Linked DNA regions of Mus musculus: regions 2, 3 and 4 are each linked to region 1. A link is a contact called in public Hi-C data. All regions are on one chromosome and are shown on one strand. Each heading gives the region's core, a stretch centred on a gene start, on an enhancer-like site or on the middle of the called end of the contact. The rest is flanking DNA. Distances are from core to core; before and after follow the strand shown. Region 1 overlaps Dlg2 (discs large MAGUK scaffold protein 2). Region 2 overlaps Dlg2 (discs large MAGUK scaffold protein 2). Region 3 overlaps Dlg2 (discs large MAGUK scaffold protein 2). Region 4 overlaps Dlg2 (discs large MAGUK scaffold protein 2).

What was found. Hi-C and Micro-C count contacts between places; a contact is called where the count stands out from the background.
Region 2: a Hi-C map of the N1E-115 cell line shows a contact between it and region 1, with 5 times the contacts expected there. The contact joins two enhancer-like sites. A contact is called at or near these places in 1 of 39 promoter capture datasets (the 3T3-L1 cell line), 2 of 15 datasets of contacts at CTCF or cohesin (the NIH/3T3 cell line and pro-B cells), 22 of 484 Hi-C or Micro-C datasets (the 3T3-L1 cell line, the AML12 cell line, the C2C12 cell line and 15 more) and 1 of 115 datasets of contacts at active chromatin or transcription factors (astrocytes).
Region 3: a Hi-C map of the N1E-115 cell line shows a contact between it and region 1, with 4 times the contacts expected there. The contact joins two enhancer-like sites. A contact is called at or near these places in 2 of 484 Hi-C or Micro-C datasets (the N1E-115 cell line and embryonic fibroblasts) and 3 of 115 datasets of contacts at active chromatin or transcription factors (VIP interneurons, forebrain and stem cell-derived neural progenitor cells).
Region 4: a contact with region 1 is called in a Hi-C map of the N1E-115 cell line, with 5 times the contacts expected there. The contact joins two enhancer-like sites. A contact is called at or near these places in 2 of 15 datasets of contacts at CTCF or cohesin (the NIH/3T3 cell line and pro-B cells) and 6 of 484 Hi-C or Micro-C datasets (the 3T3-L1 cell line, 3T3-L1-derived adipocytes, the N1E-115 cell line and 2 more).

What each region holds. Positions count from the first base shown.
Region 1 is chr7:92,022,437-92,027,148 of GRCm38.p6, forward strand. The region is part of intron 10 of Dlg2 (discs large MAGUK scaffold protein 2); the gene reads left to right. Among named protein-coding and RNA genes, the nearest start is that of Gm32353, 67 kb to the left of the region's middle. Within about 2 kb of position 2,680, at least 10 of the 459 cell types and tissues checked have an H3K27ac peak or open chromatin away from gene starts, as enhancers often do. A contact at or near this core is called in the N1E-115 cell line, where this site is marked.
Region 2 is chr7:91,589,081-91,594,539 of GRCm38.p6, forward strand. All of the region lies in intron 2 of Dlg2 (discs large MAGUK scaffold protein 2), which reads left to right. Among named protein-coding and RNA genes, the nearest start is that of Gm24552, 350 kb to the left of the region's middle. Within about 2 kb of position 2,696, at least 43 of the 459 cell types and tissues checked have an H3K27ac peak or open chromatin away from gene starts, as enhancers often do. A contact at or near this core is called in the N1E-115 cell line, where this site is marked.
Region 3 is chr7:91,540,049-91,544,784 of GRCm38.p6, forward strand. The region is part of intron 2 of Dlg2 (discs large MAGUK scaffold protein 2); the gene reads left to right. Among named protein-coding and RNA genes, the nearest start is that of Gm24552, 300 kb to the left of the region's middle. Within about 2 kb of position 2,978, at least 41 of the 459 cell types and tissues checked have an H3K27ac peak or open chromatin away from gene starts, as enhancers often do. A contact at or near this core is called in the N1E-115 cell line, where this site is marked.
Region 4 is chr7:91,688,402-91,693,466 of GRCm38.p6, forward strand. The region is part of intron 2 of Dlg2 (discs large MAGUK scaffold protein 2); the gene reads left to right. Among named protein-coding and RNA genes, the nearest start is that of Gm32353, 270 kb to the right of the region's middle. Within about 2 kb of position 1,625, at least 11 of the 459 cell types and tissues checked have an H3K27ac peak or open chromatin away from gene starts, as enhancers often do. A contact at or near this core is called in the N1E-115 cell line, where this site is marked.

The sequences.
Region 1 (4,712 bases), core at 1,430-3,929:
TGCTCAGTCTGGCTGCAAAAATAAAATGCTCAGAATGTCCATAAGATGGATATGGCTTTTACCAGAAACCTGCTTGCTTGTTTTGCTTGTTCTTTTTTCATTTTTTTTGTTTTGTTTGGTCTTTTAAGGCTGAGCATCAATGAACAGTATGCACAGAACAGTTATGAATTGCCCTCAATGAAATTCCCATCCAGACAGGAAGTAGAGGCAGAAACCAGAAGGTAGTACATCAGAAAAATTATTCATGCATCTCTGCCTCCAAAGACTTTCTATATAAAATGAATGCAGTGAGGTTTTTTTTCCTACTCATTTCAAAATCAATTTTATATTAGTGTTCATATTTTAATGATTAGAAAGTTATTTTATATTTTTAATTAGAAAGTTTACTACACAGCATTACTGAGAGTGCTTGAAGTTCACATGCAAAGCTCTTGTTTACTGCTAAGGAAACTCATTAAAGGACAAATGAATTGCCCATGCTCATAAAATTAAATCAATTCCTGGTATTAAGCATCCTTTATAGTCAAGGAGCTGTGGCTTGGACTCTGAGGAATAGGAAGCTGGTGGCATTTCCTATGAAGAGATAGTTTCCATTAAAAGTGGTGAAATACAGCTATGCTTTGGCAAGTAGAAAGTACTGTGATAGAATGTAAGGTATATGTGTAGTATCCTGATTGGCAGTGGAGCACAGCATCAAGAACACATCTCATGGATGTGAAGGACATGGGGGCTTTGCAGAATGCCTGTTTCACTCCTTATTTGGTGGTTTAAGGATCTCTTCAGTGTCTTCTCCCAAACTCATCTCTTCTAGCCTGCAGGACAGAAAATTCCAATCTCCTTATACATCCAACCTGCTTCATGCTCATCCGACCGTGTCCCCTCTTTTCCCCAATCCCCTCTTTCCAAAAACAAGCAGCCATGTGAGACCTCTCACTACTACCTTATGGGTGTGGACACTGAGGCAAGGTCACTCAGCAATGTAGTGGAAGAGTCCTGGTGGGTACATTCAGGTCTTCTATTCTGCATTAGCAGTAACAGGGTCATCATGATATAGACACCAAAATGAACGTATTCTAAAAGAAGAACCAGTAATTCTTGGAAACTGACAGAGAAAGAGGAAGTTCAACATGACTGAGCTTTCAAACCTGGGAGATGCAAATGATGCAGAGTATTTGAGATGGCTCCTGCTATGGAAGTGAGGTGGTGAATGTGACTCCAGCTAATTTACCCATAAACTCTCAGGTGTGACAGATTTGCCCTTGGTGCCCAATTTCCACGGCCCAGAGTTGGCAGTGAGAGTCAGTCATCTATTCAAAAATTATTATCTTTGGTACTACTTTATCAAATGATTCAGCTTGAAAATACCCTCATCTATCCTGTATAAAATATATCCTACTTAGTGTATACATTCAACCATCTGGCAACTGGTTATGGTTGCTGTTTAATCATCACCTCTCAAAACAGAAAGGTTCTTTTGTGTATTTACAGAGTTTGGTAAGATTGTCAAAAAAGAAATGTCGACAACGGTAACCATATTATGCCATAGTCATATTTTTCTGGATATATGAGGATATAAAACAGAATAAGTATTCCTTGAGGAAATAGCAAAGCTGAGAGAAACATTTTATTGGTCTAGAAATATCTGGAAGGTGTTAATATCTGACAAAGACAAGATTTATGTAGCTAAGATAGAAGTAGGTGGGTTGTATAAAAGTAATTGGAGAAAAACTTAAATCACATAAAACTTTAAATAGATTATTGAGGGGAATACTTTGCATATGATATGAACTTTTAAGAAGCATTTAATAAAAAGTGGTCATAAGAAAAACTGAGAAAAGAAAGCAATACTGTCAAATACCATGTACTTGAGCAATGTTAATAGAAGCTCCTAAAAGTTGTTTTAAAAACTTCTCTCATCAGTAGACTTGTGATAAATGGCAAAATCATCTTTATGATTTTCTGTCTTATGGTCTGTGTAAAACAAAATCATAATTTGCTATTTAAAGCACAAAGTTTCCCATAAGCACTTTTAGCATGAGGAAATCAATCATTTATAGACTTCTTAGAGCTACAGAAATTTAGAATTTAAAGGAGACATTTTTATATTTAAATATTCAGTATCTATACGTATGTTCATATATCTGTCTACATATAAAATGCTTATAGAGGTCATTTAATATTGTCACTCAACCTAAAATCCCATGTTTTAGTACAGACTTTTTTTAAGATTTACTTATTCGTTTTATGTATATGAGTACACAGTCGCTGTCTTCAGACACACCAGAAGAGGGCATCAGTACCCATTTCAGATGGCTGTGAGCCACCATGTGGTTGCTGGGATTTGAACACAGGACCTCTTGAAAGAGTAGACAGCTCTCTTAACCCCTGAGCCATCTCCCCAGCCCCTAAACCTTTATTATTTTGATGCAAAAAGCCTAGGCAGTGTTTTATTTTACCTAAACTTGATTTCAGTTTTAATCCTTGAACTTCTGATCCTCCTGTCTTCCTTCCCCAGAACTGGGATTAAAGGTGGGTGAATATCAGCCTGGTTTATGAAGTGCTAGGGATCCAATCCAAGGCTTCTTGCCTTCTAATCAAGCACTCTACCAACCAAGCCACACCTCAGCCTGCTAAACATTTTTTGTTTTGTTTTTCCTTATCTGTACTGTCTGTGAGTAGTCACTCAGTGTTCAACAGTTGGCAGTCTTAAAGGTCCTTTGTATAGAGAGAATTCAGAGCGGTTAGAAGCAGCCTTTGAACTTCAACAAATGAGAAGAGAATAACTGTTACTGAATTTTAAATTTTTTATTAATTCTTTGAGAGTTTACTACAACATGTTCTAATCATATTTACACCTCCCCTCTAACATTTTCCATACCCACCTTTCCCACCTACCCACCTCATTTTGTGTCCCTCATTTTGTGACTCTACAGCAAGAGGTGGGTTGCATGGCCACCTCCTCTCTCTGTGCTGGGTTGTGGCCTGGCTTGTGTTTGCACTGTTTTTCTGCATGCTGCTGCAACTGCTGTAAGTGCATGTGTGCAACTGCCCTGGTGTGTCCAGGAGACATGGTTTCCTCTGGTTCTTACACTCCTTCTGCTCTATAAATCCTGGGAGGAGATTATGTGCATATGTATGCATAGAATATGCATACCCTTCAGAGCTGGACGTTCAGCAGTCTCTTGGACTCTGTACTTCAACCATTTGTGTGTCTCTGTGTTAATCATTATCTATTACAAATAGCCTTTCAGATAATGGGTATAATGATGGGATTGGTCTAATGCTATGTCTATTTAGCATAATAATACTAGGAGGTTTTTTTTCCTCTAGGTCCTATTACCAATCTAGCCATAAATTCTTGACCTTGCTAACAGTGTCAGGTGTGGGTTTTAGCTTGTAGAGAAGGAAGTCAAGCAGAAAGTGGTTGATCACTCTCACTATTACTCTAGTGGGTGTGTTTTTCCAGGCCAGCCATTACTGTAGGCAATAAGCTTCACTGTGGCTGGCTATGACTGAGGTGTACTTCCCTTCCATTAATATGCATAGCATGTTCCAGCACCATAAAAGCTAACCGGTTGACTGTTCCATGTCTTATGATCTAAGTATGTGCTATCTTACCATCAAGTTTGGCCATAACCAAAAGCAACAACAATAGGCTTACTGTTTATGGTCTAGAGGAATCACTGGCCAAGAACTCTCAAAAAAGTCACCCATTCACAGCACTAGACTGTTTATTCGTTAGCCTGTGCTGTCTAGTAAGGACATTGTTGCCCTGAAATAGAGTAATTCCATCACATCTTCTCTCTCTCTCTCCCTCCCTCTCTCTCCCTCCTTCTCCCACTCGCTCTCTCCCTCCCTCTCTATGTCTCTGTCTGTCTCTCTGTCTCTGTTTGTCTCTGTCTCTCTCTCTCTGTGTGCATTATGTGTGTGTTAGAAAATTTCTACAGTAGTACCTTTCTATACATCTTTTTTGAAATGTTCTTAATCCTATTTATCCTTCCCCACACACCCTCCTCTACCCTGCCTTCCACTTCCCCCATCCCACTTTAACTAATAACTGGACCTTTGTTTCCTGTTAACCCTTTACAGCAGTTCTGTTCCCCTCCTTTGTAATCCCCTCCCCATGGCCTCTTAGTAGTTTCCTGTGGCCTAGAATGGTCACTGATTTGACATAGTGTTATAAGCAGGAAGTAGATATTTTCATAATTATTTTGTTTTTACTCTGTTACTTGCAGCTATAATACAAGTCAATGAAAATAGGATTTTTGCTTGTTACTTATTTTTCATCAGTTTTATTCCTATATTCTAGGGAATATATATAACACACATTAGGTATATAGTAAATATTTGTGATGAAAGACTGATTATGTGAATAATTCCACCTCTATTTTACCCAGACCTGCTCCTTTCACCCTCTACGCTAATTAATATAATTTCAATATCCAAGTTAAAACTAAAAGCTTATTTGAAGGGTAGAGGCTCAAAGACTGTCTGAAGTGATTTAAATTTTGCATATCCGTGCTGTGATGGAAGGCCTAGCTTGGAATTTGATGGGTTTACCTTAAAAAAATATTTTAGACTCAGTAGCTAGTAAAGCATACTGGAAAACACTCTTTTGGGATAGTTCACGCCTGTCCCTTTAAATCGACTCTTCGTATCAGTTTTATCATTTGCTTCTTTCTTAATAATTGACTTGGCTAAAAAGCTTCACC
Region 2 (5,459 bases), core at 1,446-3,945, 430 kb before region 1:
GATACTTGTCTTTAGAGTTGAGAAGCATCTAGCCTTGTCAAGAGAAATAACATTCATCTTCATGTTTGTTGCATTATAGAAATACAGCAGGCTTTTGCAAGGAAATCAAATTCAACTCCTGAATGATCCTTTAAACACCTTGGTTTATATATGGGCTCACTTTGAATTCATGAGGCAAAGACATGCAAATAATCATCTCTTTAGGTATTTTGGTTCAAAAGGCCTAAAAATAGCCACTCCAACATTGCTGTAATTTAGCAGTGGCATTTTTGTATAGATGCTTGGTATGAATATTTGATGTCATATATACACTTTTTAAATTTCCCTTAAGTGGTTTAATCATCCTTGGATGTCACTGCATAATCTATCTGGTAATAAAGTTATGCTTTTTTGCTTTTAACTGATAATTATATGGGCTTCTCGTCTATGTAATTTTCATTCATCTTTCCTAATTAATCAATATTCTAAGAAAGAGTAATCATTAATAAAACATTGTGTGGGAAGAAAAAATAAGAAATACCATGGTAACAAAACTAGTAAATCATTAGTTTTCTCCAAAAACTAATCATCATTTTGTTCCTAACTGCCATCTATATACAAGGCACACTTTTATTGTAGGAAATGACTGCAAAATGTGATGGCTACCACCATTTATCAAGCACCATGTTGAATTCTGCCCTGAGCAGGCACCCTCTGAGTTACTGTGGACCTGATAAATGCTACATTAAAAAAAAGTCCTAGAAATAATCTATATGCATGTATACACATTACATATACACATTTCAGATAGTTGGTAGGAGTCTCAGAAATCTGTATGCACTTTCAGAATAGAAAATGAACCAATTAATCTGTCAATAACATACACAGCAGTGAAGAGCTCACCATTAGACAATGTTAGATGGGAAACAGGAAGGCACCAAAGGAGGCCAGTTGGGCTGGAAGAACAACCTAGGACTGAGGCACTGGGATACATTACAAAATGGGATATGCTTCTGTGTTGTAGAATATATGAAATACAAGCTAATGATTAAGTTTAATTCTATTACAGAAAATTAATTCAAAAATATTCATATATATGTGAAATAAGTAGGTTTGTATTAGTCATGAATTAAGAGGTGATTCTGTGATAACCACAGACTCTCGTGAGAATAGCATAGTGACAATATCTTTCTCCACTGTCAGATATAGTAGGGTTAGGAGTTCTTCATCTTGTAGTTCTGCCATCTGGAACATATAATTTGCATGGTGCTCTGGCAGGTTGAAATTATGCTAGAGATCTGTAGAGCTGCTCTGGATTCATATATATTGATACAATACCCATCTTACCTGCTACCAGTCAAATATTCCTATCCTAAATACACATAAAGTTGTGAATGTGGGCAGACACATGCATTCAGTAGACAATAACACATTAGGGCTAACTGGAAGGATAAACAATTAGAAATAACACTGGCACTCATAAATAGAGACGTTTGTAAACTAGACTGCATTCATATGGGAAAGTGACATACAAACACAAAAATTTTGTTGACCTGGGATGATCTTAGAGATATTTAATGAGCTATTAATGAAAAACCTGAAATGGGTGAAGACATGAAACTATGCTGTCCTTTATATAGAACAGCAAGTTAATGACACTTATTTTGTCTTTTCACAGTGACAAGCATGGTGCTAGCTTACATACTAACCTGTTTACTTTCTCATGATTTACCAGTGACACTGCAGTTCATTTGTATTCTGAAAGTCCTTAATGGAGGCAAACAAAAACTTAAAGCTGATTATTTCTCTCAAATTGTTTCCCCTCAGAAGCCCAACTGAAATTTAGCATGGGATTTTCTATATCCCATAGACCCTCCTCCTAGCTTTTAGAACCTCCTCCTAGCTGCCTGGATGGCAGTCTTCTGCTGGCTGCTTTCTGATCAAGATGCAGAACTCTCAGCTCCTTCTCCAGCACTATGTATGCCTGGAGGTACCTGGACACTGCCATGCTTTCTGCCATAATGATAGTGGACTGAACCTATGAAACTGTAATTCAGCCCCGATGAAATGTTCTCCTTTCTATGGGTTGCCTTGGTCATTGTGTCTCTTTGCTCTGAGTGCAATAGATTGGCAGCCATGCTCGGTACAGAAGTCAACTTCTCACCCCATTCTTCATCCCTTCTTATAATTATTAAGTTATTTCTGAATCTTCTTTTGTGATAGTCCCCAAGCCTCGAAGTCCTCTCTAAGCTGGATGATTCAGCTGGCTTTTCTCAGCTTCTCACTGAATTTCTCTGCTGAGCCATAAACTAACTATGGCAATTTGTTCGAATCTTCTGGCTCCTTATTCGCTGGATTCAACTGCCTCTGCTGACCTGCACTAAACTGCATGAACTCAGAAACTCAACTCCAGTGCACTCACTGCGCTGACTCACCACTGACTCATTCTCCCTGTACTATCCTGCTCTTAAATAGCTTTTCTTTCCTGTGCTGTTGTCCTGAGAGTTGGGGGTATCCTATCTCTGACCATTTTGTCAAATCATGTTCTGATTTGTAATTTTGTGTGCTCCTCAATTAGATGTCACTTTCACACATGGCTGCTTCCTTCTATAAACTAATTTTACCTTCATTGTTTGCAATTAAACATGTGTACTAAGGGTGTGTCTGTAGTCCTTCCAGGCAGAGGGATTAAAATTGTGTATTCCAGCCAGAGGGATTAAAGGATGTGTGGCAAACCTGTATTCCAGCCAAATCACACAGACCGACTGAGGTCTTTGGATGTGATCCCTTGTCAGTTTCTGGAATAAAATTCCTCCACACACTGCTACTCTGTGGGCATAAACAGCTATTTAGAAAATAATTTGACAGAGATATCATGTCCATTTAGCAAAACAATAACAGAAGCTTTTGTGCTAAGATATGATCTTCCCACATCAGGCTTTGACTATGTTTGCAATTCTAGACAAAAATTCCCTCCTGTGGAGCTAACCTCAACTAGAATCTGAAAGCACTTTGTTATCCTCCTAATGAACTTGCCAGTTCTTCTCCACTGGGCTCATTTCCCTGGCCAGCCAATATTGTTATACTCAGGCTTTATAGCCAAGTAAACCTGTTACGAGCTCTCCCTCAGCACTCTGAAGAATTCCTTCTGGCAGGACGCTATGAGGGGAAGCCACCCAGGAGGATGTGTCCAACCCAGGTCCAAGTTGATTTTTGTCTTCATGTTCTATGGCCACGGAATGTGGCATGCTCAGCAAGTGTTAGAAGGTTCTTTTGAATCCCATTCCCAGTCACATTAGCTGGTGGAGATGGTCCTGGGGCTAAGCCTTTGCAGGAAAACAATAATGCAGATTAGGTGTTCCTTTATAAAGCCTGTGAGAAGTAACAGATGAGTGTATTTAGGAAATCTGGAAGTTGAAGTACAAGTTTTTTCTTCAATTTAAAATTATTAGTGTGTTTTGTGGTTGCTTTCTATAGCACATATGGAGGTCAAAGGATATCTTTCCTTATGTGATTCTTTCCTTCCACCATGGGTTACAGGGTGTCAAGTTTGCATAGGAAATGGTTTATTCACTGAACCATCTTGTCAGGCCCACTAAACTTCATTCTTTGACAGAAGCAGGAAAATGTAGCCAACTAAATATATGTGGGGGAAAGATGGACTCACTGAGAGTCTAAAGGTATCATCTGGAATTTCTAGATAGCATAGAAACATATAAGAAGTATGGATTCTTGTGATGTAATAGCATTATACTAAGCACGTTGTACTTATTTATTTATGGAATATATATATATACATATATATATATATATATACATATATATGCATATAACAACAATTAATAAAATAAGAGGCCATGAATTTGAGAGAGACCAAGGAATAGTATGTGAGTAGGGGGTTAGAAGGAGGAAAAGAAAGGGGATATGGTGTAACTACATTTTAATCTCAAAGAATAAAAATATTTTTAAAAGAATATTTATGATGTCTATTCAAAAAGTTTCTTTAAAAGCAATGGTGAAGTTTCTTCATATTTCTTCTCCTAATTGCATAGTCTCATTTTTTTCCCTACCTTTATTTTCCTATATTACTACATGCTTGTCTTTGGAGAGGTTTCCTTGCCTTTGTTATCTTCTGCAGAGGACAGGTTATTCTAAACCATTGCATTCCAGGAACAGGTGACTCAATCCAATCTATAATATTCACATACATTCACATTTTAAGTAAATGTGTCATTTAGCATGTAACTTCCCTATAAATTAAAAAGAAATAGCTACCCTTTTTGCACCAATTACCTCCAGAAAATTCCCCTCCTATTCATTGTCTTTCTGTTATGCAAACTTAACAAAAATAGAGAAATGAAGAGTGGAAAGTATTTTTTGTTACTGCCTTTCCTTTAAATATTCCCACTCTAAGTAAATTTCAAATGTAAAAGATGTATTTTTGATATGGTTGATGCTTTGGGATTTGCAGGTTTTAAGGACTTATTTTAGTATGCCTGATACAGTGTGTAGTTTCTTAGTATTGATGGTATACGCATTAAATTATAGTTATACTAATTGCTATGCAGGGCTATCGCTGATGTGATTTTTTGCCTGAATTGGATGAACTGAATATATGTTTACCAGCAAGCTTGCTTCTCACAAATGCACTCCTGATGCAGCATTAGACCATAGCAGACAGAAAAGTATATCAGAGTGGATCACTAAGCAAGTAGAGTGTGAAAATGAGCTATGTTTTTTGTTTGTTTGTTTTTTTCCATGAGTTACAGCTATTTCTTGGTGAGTTAGAAGCTCTGAATATTGGAGGCTAAATCTCCAAAATAGGATTAAATGGAGATGTATAAAAAAGTGCACTAGCTTTAAGCAAGTGTGGAAATCATAAACCTATATTTCAGACTTAGCTCAAAGGACAAAATGCTAAAGGAATGTAACACAAAAAGTGCTAGTAGTTGAATGGTATTTTAAGGAACGAGATTAAAGTGGACACTGCATTGTGATCATGGTGGTAAGGAACACCTGAAAGTGGGGGAGAATGAAACTCCAAGAAACAAATGACATTTTCTTTTAAGGAATAAAAAGAGAGAGTGCCTCCTCGCTGAAGATTAATATTCTACAGTTGGTTCAGGAGCATGCACAAGAGTTTGATGTCCCATAGTAGCAAGGCCCCAGCAACCTTGTCTGCCACTCAGGGCTGTTTGTGTGCTGAGACTTCATTAGTATGCAGAGGAGCAAACTGTAAAGAAGCAAATGTCAAAAGTCTCATGGTTTGCTTTTGGGCTTGTAGCCTTTGCCTTTGAAGTAAAGTTAAAATAATGAATGCAGTGGTGGTGCACACCTTTAGTCCCAGGAGGCAGAGGCAGGAGGATCTCCCTGTGAGATAAAGGCCAGTCTAGTCTACAGAACAAGTGCCAGGACAGGCAGGGCTACACAGAAAAACCATCCTGTCTCAAAAACAAACAAACAAACAAACAAGCAAACAA
Region 3 (4,736 bases), core at 1,728-4,227, 480 kb before region 1:
TTCAATTGACATTATACTCATGTTGAAACTGAAGCCTTACAATATCCTACTGATACTTCCAGTCTCTCCCAGTTCCTAATTTTTTCCTAGTTTACCATAGACACATGTGACAAATAAGTTTTTATTGTCTACATTTTGATGAGTATTTGTAAAATACTAGCATGCACCCTGACAGCTACTGTTTTACTCTACATTTGCATTTTGTATCTCCAACTGTGAATTTAGTGAACACTAATTACTGTTAGTTTTTCAGCTGAATCTTTGTTGGTAGGTTATTTATTTATTTATTTATTTATTTATTTTTGAAGAATTCCATGCTGGCTCCAATCAAATGTGTGGAGAAAATTATCAGACGCAAAATAAGTAAAATAAATAAAAGCAAAGTAAGTAAATAAAATAGTTAAATATTAAAGGTCTTGTCTGTTCTTGTTTCCATGATTTTAAAAAAAATCAAATTTATAGGAAAAAATGCAAACATGGTTGTAAAACCTATTAGTCCCCACAGAACACATGACAATCCTTTGCTTTGCCTCATGGCACCTGTCAATGGCTTGGAATTTAGTAGCTCTTCTAGCTCTCCATTGCGTGATCCTGTCTTAAAATATTACAGAAGAGACTTTTTACTTATTAATTTCAGGTGGATATTCTCCTTTTGGCCTTTAATATCCTGTGCTTTATCTTCTTACTAACTACTCTTTTAACACATGGCTTGGACAAACCTGTGCGCAGAAATCATGAAATGCCTTTTGCATCACAAAAGCTGGGTAAGCTTTGGTCCTGTGGAGAAGCCCTTTGAAACCTAAGGAGGCACCATCGTGCATTTATTTCTTGATGTTCTGCAGTGTTTCTTCTCCAAGGAGTACAGGGTATAGTGTGGAGAACATTACATGGGGGTGCCTAAGAGTGTCCAAAGGAAATAAAAGAAAAAAACTGTAGGAAGTGAGAGCGCAGAGCAAAAGAAATAGCTATTGGCAAAACCAAACCCTGGGTGGCAGTTAGGCTTGCCAAAGAAACTTGAAGGAGCCAGGCTACCCTGTAGGGCCCATAGTTGGCTTTTTTGAATACTGAATCATTTTACCACAGCAAGAGAGAGTTCCATTAAACTCTCATATAAAGACCCACAATTAGACCCATAGCACAGAACATAGCCTTAAAAACCATCTACCCAGATAGGATCCAGAGAGAACAAGAGTTAGAAACAAAATCAAAGGCCAGAAACGGGATCATGTGTTTATTTCTTCACTAACTGTACTGAGAATATTGTAGGCACACTGTCCCTTGGGTTGCTAATGACAACCCATACTGGCTTGTTCCACCTCCAATTGCCTCCAAGGTGTCCAACACTTAACAATTATACTTTCTCAGTTGACAGCAGATGGAACGCTTTTGATAGACGAGCTCAGCCACCTCACACAGACCTACTGCTGACAGTGGTTTTACTTAGGGTTTTACTGCTGTGAACAGATACCATGACCAGGGCAACTCTTACAAGGACAACATTTAATTGGGGTTGGCTTACATGTTCAGAGGTTCAGTCCATTATCATCAAGGCAGAAACATGGCAACATCGAGGCAGGCATGGCACAGGAGGAGCTGAGAGTTCTACATTTTCATCTGAAGACTGCTATCAGAATACTGGCTTCCAGGCAGCAAGGATGAGGGTCTTAAAGCCCACACCTACAGTGACACACCTACTCCAACAGGACCACACCTACTCCAACAAGGCCACACCTCCAAATAGTGCCACTCTCTGGGCCAAGCGTATACCAACCATCACAGCTGGTTTGCTGAGCAAAGGGAATTAATTCTCTTTGGGTAGTCTGTAGCCGTGCTTACCATATTTGATTCATTTGTGTTCATAGTGTCCTTCTGCCAGGTCAGCTTGGAAGGACTTGCTAGATGGAAAGAAGTTTATGTGCCTATGTGTTATCCTTTAGTACAGCTGGCAAAGGGCTTAAGCATTATCTTTCACTGGAGGAAACATTTGTCTCTTAATATTGACTTTACCCTAAAAGTGCCTGGCATGAGAGGTTAAACTCTAATAAGATCATTGACGCTGGAAAACCCTTCTGTGAGAATCAAATAAGAAATTTCTTCAAGCAAATATGGTTGAAGAGCTGTTCTTTACCTTTCCCCAGGTGGTAATCACAATGGCAAGTGTCCCTTTAAAAGAGAATGTCACTGCAAGGAGCAGCTGGGTCTAGTTTCAAGGTAGCTTTAAGTTACTTTCTATACTCCAGTTCTCATACTGAAAACGTAAAACCAAGGACTTGGAAACTCAAGACCTTCACTGAGGCATTTGACATGACACTTCATCCTCTTAACTGTGTCTTTTGTCCGGGTTCAGGTTCCTAAGAAGTAAACTCCCTCTACTGCAAGCTGTGGACAGAGATGTAACTTTCCTTGGATCAAGTGCATTTAAAATGGGGGAAAAATAAGGCTTTTTACCCAGCCATCTCAGGTAGTCATCTTGGACGACCTGGTAGGGATTTGGGCTCCAGGGACACCTGTTTGTTCTTCTATGGTCAGAGCCACGATGCTCTGTTTCTCCCTAGTGCCCAGCCACGCTGGCATTGTTTATTATACCCCTGAGACTGTGTGTGAATGTCTCTAAGTGGCCACTGCCGCCAGCGCGTGTAACTGTCAAGACAGAAGGAAGCCAAACGGCCAAGCGAGGCGTGCAATTGGAGTGAGAGCCAGAGGTGTACTGCCTCTGTGGAGTCAACTGCGGCTTCTCTTCCTTCTCACACACATGGAGTTTGGAGCCGAAGAACCGCAGCCCGACACTTAGCCAACTGGATGTGTGTGAGCCGGCTCTGAAGGTTGCACCGCCTTTCCCGAACCTCCTGCTGGCAGGATGTAAATATACCTGCAGACCGGCCAAACAGGACTGCCTTTCCCCCCAACCCCTCCCTCCTCCCACCCTCTCCCGGCTAACCAGCATGAGAGGATCAGAGAAAGCAACAGCCCGCAAGTGACAGCTCCAGCCGGAATCTGCTCGGCTCAGCCTCCGTGGGAAGTTGATTGTGCAGAGGCTTTCATTGTGAACCTCCGCTGGCATCGCTATGTTTGCCTCGATCTGGTATGCCAAGAAGCTGGGTCGCAGGTTCGTGCACAATGCCAGGAAGGCGAAATCAGAGAAGGTATGGAATGAGTGGGGAGGAAGATCGCTTTATGGATGTGCCAAGTGCCTGCTCTGGGCTCTTGGTCTGAATATAGACGCAGCCTTTATTCGCCGGTTGTAAGAACCTGCCTCTCAATAGAAATATGGTCCATGCCACTTAGGAAGGGGCAACTCTTAGAGGCTAGTTCTGGAGGGAGAAAAGCATTCCGGTTGATGGGGATCTTGGCTATTCGAGCTGTTAGCTGATATCAGTGGTTGATAGAGAGGGTCTCCACAGAGACAAGTATTCCCTGGCATTGCATAGGGTGGAAGCAGGGGAGCAGCTGCAGTCTGTGCTTATTGGGGGAGCTCACTAGTAAACTTGTTGCTGGACTGCATTATTTTTATTACTGTGATCTTTGGGTCTATGGGAGCATTATAAATACCTGTGTCTTTCTCTAGCACACGTGTCTCTGCGTCCTGAGAGACTTAATGGTGACACTTACCACACCTCACAGGAGTGCTTGATATTGTTTCCAGTGAACAACAAACAGAATCTTCATTACAAAAGTGTTTACAATGGGCAGGAATTCTATATTCAATGGGCTACTGGTCTCTGTTTAGAGAATGGCTTTTTGTCCCTTGTATTCCATACGATGAGTTTCCAGAGAATTTCTGCACAGACTGACCTCCTTAGTTTTGTTTCTCTAAGAAATTAAGATAGTCTGTAAGTCCCAAGGTACACTAAAAACCTGAACATAACAGAAGATATTAATTTACATCTTTGATTTTTTTTCCAATGTTTTTTGAGGCACTGGCCCAAACCTGTCATGTTTTGGAAATTGGGAAAGCAAAAAGGATTTGGTAGGTGCTGGGGAAACTTCCTTTAACCCTAACAGAATCTTGTTGAATCCCACATTGTCTATATTTCTCTGAGGATGTTATTTTTAGCCCAGATTCTTTCAACCTTTCACACATTCCTGAGGCTGACCCAGGATAGCTCCCAGGGTCCTTGGTACTGTTATTCTTCCCAACTACAAGGATGATATTGCTACTGCGCTCGATCTGTTCTGTCAGAGTAGGGATGTTGATAAAATACAAGAATGCCGTGATAAACCAAGATAGAATTGCATTGTGATAAGAAAATATATTGTGGTTATTTTCACTTAAGGGCTGTTGCCTTTAGCAGTACCTAGATCCAAAAACTACCACATGATAGCCAGCTTGTTCTTCATTGACCCTTTTGATGAAGGAGTGGGTGGGAAGGTTTAGGGTAACATAGGTTCCTTCTGCATTTTATATGTCACAAACTGCAAACTTACTGTGTTCCACTACATTGATTTTGGAGTCTTGCTTCAAGTTATTTTTAAGGAAAGCTACTTTGAGGAAGTAAAAAGACCTTCTATTAGAGCACATTTTTTTTTAAGGAAAAAGGTGTTTCTTTCCATAAAAATTGTAGGCTATATGGATGACAGGACTCTGAAAGACACTGGGGGACAATGCCTTCTGGCAAATTAGTATGAAAAGAAAAGTTGACTCTTCTAGTGCTATTTAATTCAGATTCAGACCTGTGTATGGCAGCTGTGTGTGAAGGACTTGAAAGGCTGTTAATCTAACCAAGTGACTTGGGCTC
Region 4 (5,065 bases), core at 375-2,874, 340 kb before region 1:
CAAGTGTTTATTCCTTGGCTCTTAGAGCTAAGCTAGAAGATGACAATTTGTAAATTGTGGAAAATCCTATATTTTCAAAACTTGGTAGAGAGGGATTGGTGCTATTTTAGGCAAGGCAGGATAGAGAATAACGTCTTATATGGTGATTACTCCCTAAAATGCAGTGTGTCCCCTGAAAGCCCAAATAATCAGTCTGATCATTTAAGAGAATACAAAAATCAAAAAATTGACACACACACACATATATTTGAGTATGGATATTTCTATTTATGTGACAATATCTATTTCACACACACACACACACATATATATATACACATATATACATAGAGAGAGACATGCATTATATAAATATGTGTGTATACATTTGTGTGTATATATTCACTCTATGTAAAAATCGTGTATTTTGGTGTCACATGAATAGAAATGCACATGTTCAAAATTACCAGTGTTAATTTGTTCAGTCACTAACATACATATTTATGGATTTATGAATTACATGAGATCCCTATCCCTATTGTTGACAATGTGTACAATAGGTAAATAGTGGGAAACAATCAACAAATAATATTTCTTTAGATAGAGAAGCATTACTAAAAATCCAGTAAGACAATATGGTGTGGTGATTAGGTTAGAAAGTGCTTCTTTAAATAGATGTTAAAGTGAGGCAGGAGGAATTAATAGGGAGGAAACAATTCAGTTGACAACTGAGAATGAAAGTGTAAAGGAAGAAGCCCTGTGAAGAGCCTTAGCTGATATCATAAATAAGAGAAGAAAAGGGTTACAAGATGCCCTAGGGTTATATACATGTGATATATTTTTGTAATGCAAGAAAGCCAATGTGAAGAAAAGAAATTATAGATGTGAAGGGATGGAAGTTGGAGAGTTAGGTAAGCTTAAGACATGTAGTCTTCAGAGCTCATGAGGATATTTCATTAAGATTAAGTTAACAAACCACCTTTATGGAAAGACACTCCATAATTTAATGAACATAGTGATGTTGAGTTTTCAGGAGAGTAATTGAAATGCAATTTAATGGTTAAGATTCAAGAAGAGTGCTGTAGGCCTGTGGTATTATTCAGTCTTATCTTTTAGGGGTTGATATTGGTTATATTCTTTATGACATTCAAAAAGATTCAAATAAAATCTCTTTTACCTTTAACCTTTGAGTTAATTTCAAGACAGTAATGGTCAAGTCATATATTCAGGAACCAGCTTCAGTCAGGAGGAACATATAGTTCTGTTGTAGCAATTCTGAAGCAAGGGATAGAATGGATTTAGAAATTGGAAGGTTTGAAAGTGTCCTCTCATCATGAGATGCCTGCAGGCAGAGTGTTCATTATCCTATCACAACTGTATCAAAGAAAACTGCAGTATGTCAGTGGCCTTGACAGGATAAATAAATGATTTTCTAAACAGCTCTTTGTTTCTGATCGGTTCATAAACTGTATGTTTAATTCCAAGGTCAGCAGAAATCACATCCTGGCAGGCTGTGTTAAGTAACCTGAGTCTTGCAATTTGGAGTCATGGTCAGATTTATGGTTCAGAGGAGAATGAGTAGAATAGGTCAGTGGAAAGATACAGACTGGAAATTAAGAGACCTGGACTCTCATAGATGGGTCATCGTAGCCTTTGAATCACCCTAGGCATGTTGCAGAATCATAGTTTCTGCAGTCAACCATAAAATGGGGGAGTTAGACCAGATGAAAACATGACTCATGTTTCACTATATCCTATTGCAATGATTCATGGTGATTCTCTAAACCATGAGCAAAATAAAAAAGAGAGGAGACTATAGGAAAACCCCTTAAAAAAGAATCTGGGAAAAATTAGTAATGGATGAATAATGAAGAAAAATAGGTATCCCATATATCTTGATAATTTATAGCCTGGGAATTTGATGGTGATGGGTGCTTTATGTTACTGACTCATAATTATTTAATATCTATGCTTAGTCAAGCATTTTTTCATGTATAATTATCTTAATTTATGTTGAACTCTATATTGGTAAGGTTGGTCATCTTATCTCCAGTTGTAGATGAAGATATTGACTTATAGAAGCAAAATAAGTTGCTGAAATTTATACCAAAGCAAGGACTAGACTTGTGTTTGGGCCACAGGTTTTCATACCAAAGAATTAATCTTTCTAAATTTTATTTTGATGCTTATGAAGATTATGGGGTGGGAGGAAGGTATTTATCTGTGAACAGGTGTAGTTCATGTGAGTGTAGGTGGCCATAGAAACCAGAAACCATCAGATTCTCTAGAGCCAGAGGCAGTGTGAGCCTCAGGTCTTCTGGAAAACTCTGGAAGATCCATAATATCGAGTGTGTTCTTAATCCTTTATTACCACATTAAAAAGGGAGACACACTTAACTGCAGATTCATTTCTCCATCCCCTGTTCTATACAAGTTTTATAGGCTCACATGTATTGATGTTATCTTTATTTTTCGCATACATGACAAATATAAAATGATTATATTTTAAACTTATTTGAACCATCACACCATTCAGAAATCCATTAATAGATTTCTGTAAATATAGTGGCTCCAAGGAGGAAGTAGAAACAAAATACTGCTCAAAGTAGTTAAAGCTTTCCTTGAAGTTCTGTGCTGCATTTTTTAAGAGAGGGGGTATATATTTTTCTTTATAAATCATGATCTTTTAACAGGAGTAAATATGACAAATTATGAAATACAAGCAGTATTTTAGTTTCTCTGAAATCTGTAAGATAAATGAAGCTGATTTAAGCATAGGTAATCTAAACTTGGACTAGTGTTCAGTGTAGCAACTACTGATGTTCTACCCAAAGGACAATCCATTGTCCTCGAAACACAACAGGTAATATCCATAATATTCTGTGTGTCCTTAGTCCTTTATTGCCACATTGAAAAGGGTGATCTTGTGTTCCTAAATTCATGTAGTTTCTATGATGGACAAGATATAAAAAACTAGATAATTATTAATTCTGCATAATAATTGTAAGATGTAAACCTACACTCCTTGATATATTAAAAGCTGAGTGCTTATTCAGCAGGATAAACCTCATCCAGAATGCAGAGTGAAACTTGAAGCTGTGACGGCAGCAATTGTTTCTATTTGTTTCTAATTTATTTCTAATTGTTTCTATTTGTATCCTATAAAATGTACCTCCTTCCAAGTTAAAGGCATGCACGAGTAGATGAGTCGTGGGAAATGTTGTATACCCTCAAGTTTGCCACCTCAATCTGCTACAGGGGTGGTTGACATGTTGACATGCAGCTCTTCCTTCTGGTGGTGACTATGATACAGGTTGAGAAGGAGAAATGGCATTAGATAAGATGCCTGTGTCATCTTTTCCTGTTTTCTTCCTTTCCAGTAGAACAACTAGCATGATTGGTGAGATCTTGCTAGTCTTTTCAACAATGTCTTTTAAATTAGGTGTGATTGTTTCTGATGAGGACTAGACTGTCCACATAATCATCTCTCCATCTCAGCAGCGGCTGGGCTTCCTTTACCCTCCTCCTGTTGGATCTCATTACATGAAGTTTCCTTACATCACAGGACCTGTGAGCCTTCTGCATTGATTTCACAGTAAGCTGTGTTGAATGTTCTCTGCCATTTCTTACACTGAATTTAAGGAAATGCAAAGATGGAATAGAAAATCTATTGCTGAATTTTCTTGCAGTGATCTTGCTGTGGACTAGTCCAATGGCCTTAAACTGATCTCCAACCAATTCAGAATGAAACACATCTACCCTAAAAACATTTGGAAGTATTCAGTTACTTGTTCCTCTACAGAATGCTCATTTTATAGTTCAAAATACGTCAATCATTCCATGATGTTGCTATAATATAGTCCAAAGTCTTAGAGTGATGGAGAAGATAAGATACGCCCACACTGACCTGCTTGAAAAGCAGTTTCTTCTAATGTCTCCCTAATTAATTTAGCCATAGAAATTTGCTATATATTTAATCCACTATGTACTCTATTCATAAACATTCATTCTCTACTAAGTATGTTGATGTTAATAAATAAAATAGTTTATATTGAAAATCAAGAACAGTTATGATTTAGGTATCTCATTCTGAAAAAAAAAAGGTTTGAAAACAAGACATATTACTGATAATAAACTAAGCTGTAAGAACCAGTTGCCAAATAGTCCTTTTAACAGTTCAGAGATATCTCTTATCTCCCAGTCAAGTTGTGAGCTTTTCCTGCAGAGATATTTTGGCTCTTCTTTGTTCAGATCACCTCATTGGCCTCCAGGATGACACTTGGCTCCTGGAGGAAAAGTGAGATGATCATTTCCAGTTTTGTTCTTCTAGCTTCTGCAGTACTTAGTTCCCTTCCCATGAAGATAGGGAAACTAGTCCATAGCATAACATTAGCGAAGTCCCTAACTCAAAACCCTGGATATAAGGAATGATCTGCCATATCTCAGACCATCCTTTCTCCTTGACTTTAATTCATACACTCTGTGAGGCTCCTCAGAAGAAGGGACATTATGAAGCTTCACTTCACTGCTACTAAAGACATTTTAGTGAATAGGCATGTCCAGTCTGCAGTTTCTGGTCTTCTGTGTCCTAGAATAGCTATGAATACAAACCAGCATGTTCAGAGATGACAACGTCATATTGCAGTATCAAAATGTTAGACACTCTTGGTAAAACTTTGTGGTTATTGAAAAATGGAATACTTTCTACAATACTTAAGTAAAAGAAATTTAGTGACGGTAACTTCTTTTAATGATGATCTTTTAGGTACCAGGAACTTGAATAGAAATATAGTGATCTTAGTAAGGGAGCTAATATAAACTATGCAAGAGCCCTGTGAGAATGAAAATTTCAATTCTATACAACAGATGAAGAAATAGAATCTTTGCCTAGTTAGGTAACTATTTGTATAGCTTGTACCCATTGGGCAATTGGATTGCTTTTCTTACACAGCCCTTTTATCTCTCTGAACTGAGGGTTCTTTACAAGGTTGAATTATATTTGGTTTCTAGAATATAAATAAAATGGAGATAAATGATAGAACTAGGACAGAAGTTAGAGTGCATATTAGTTGTCAATAATATATTT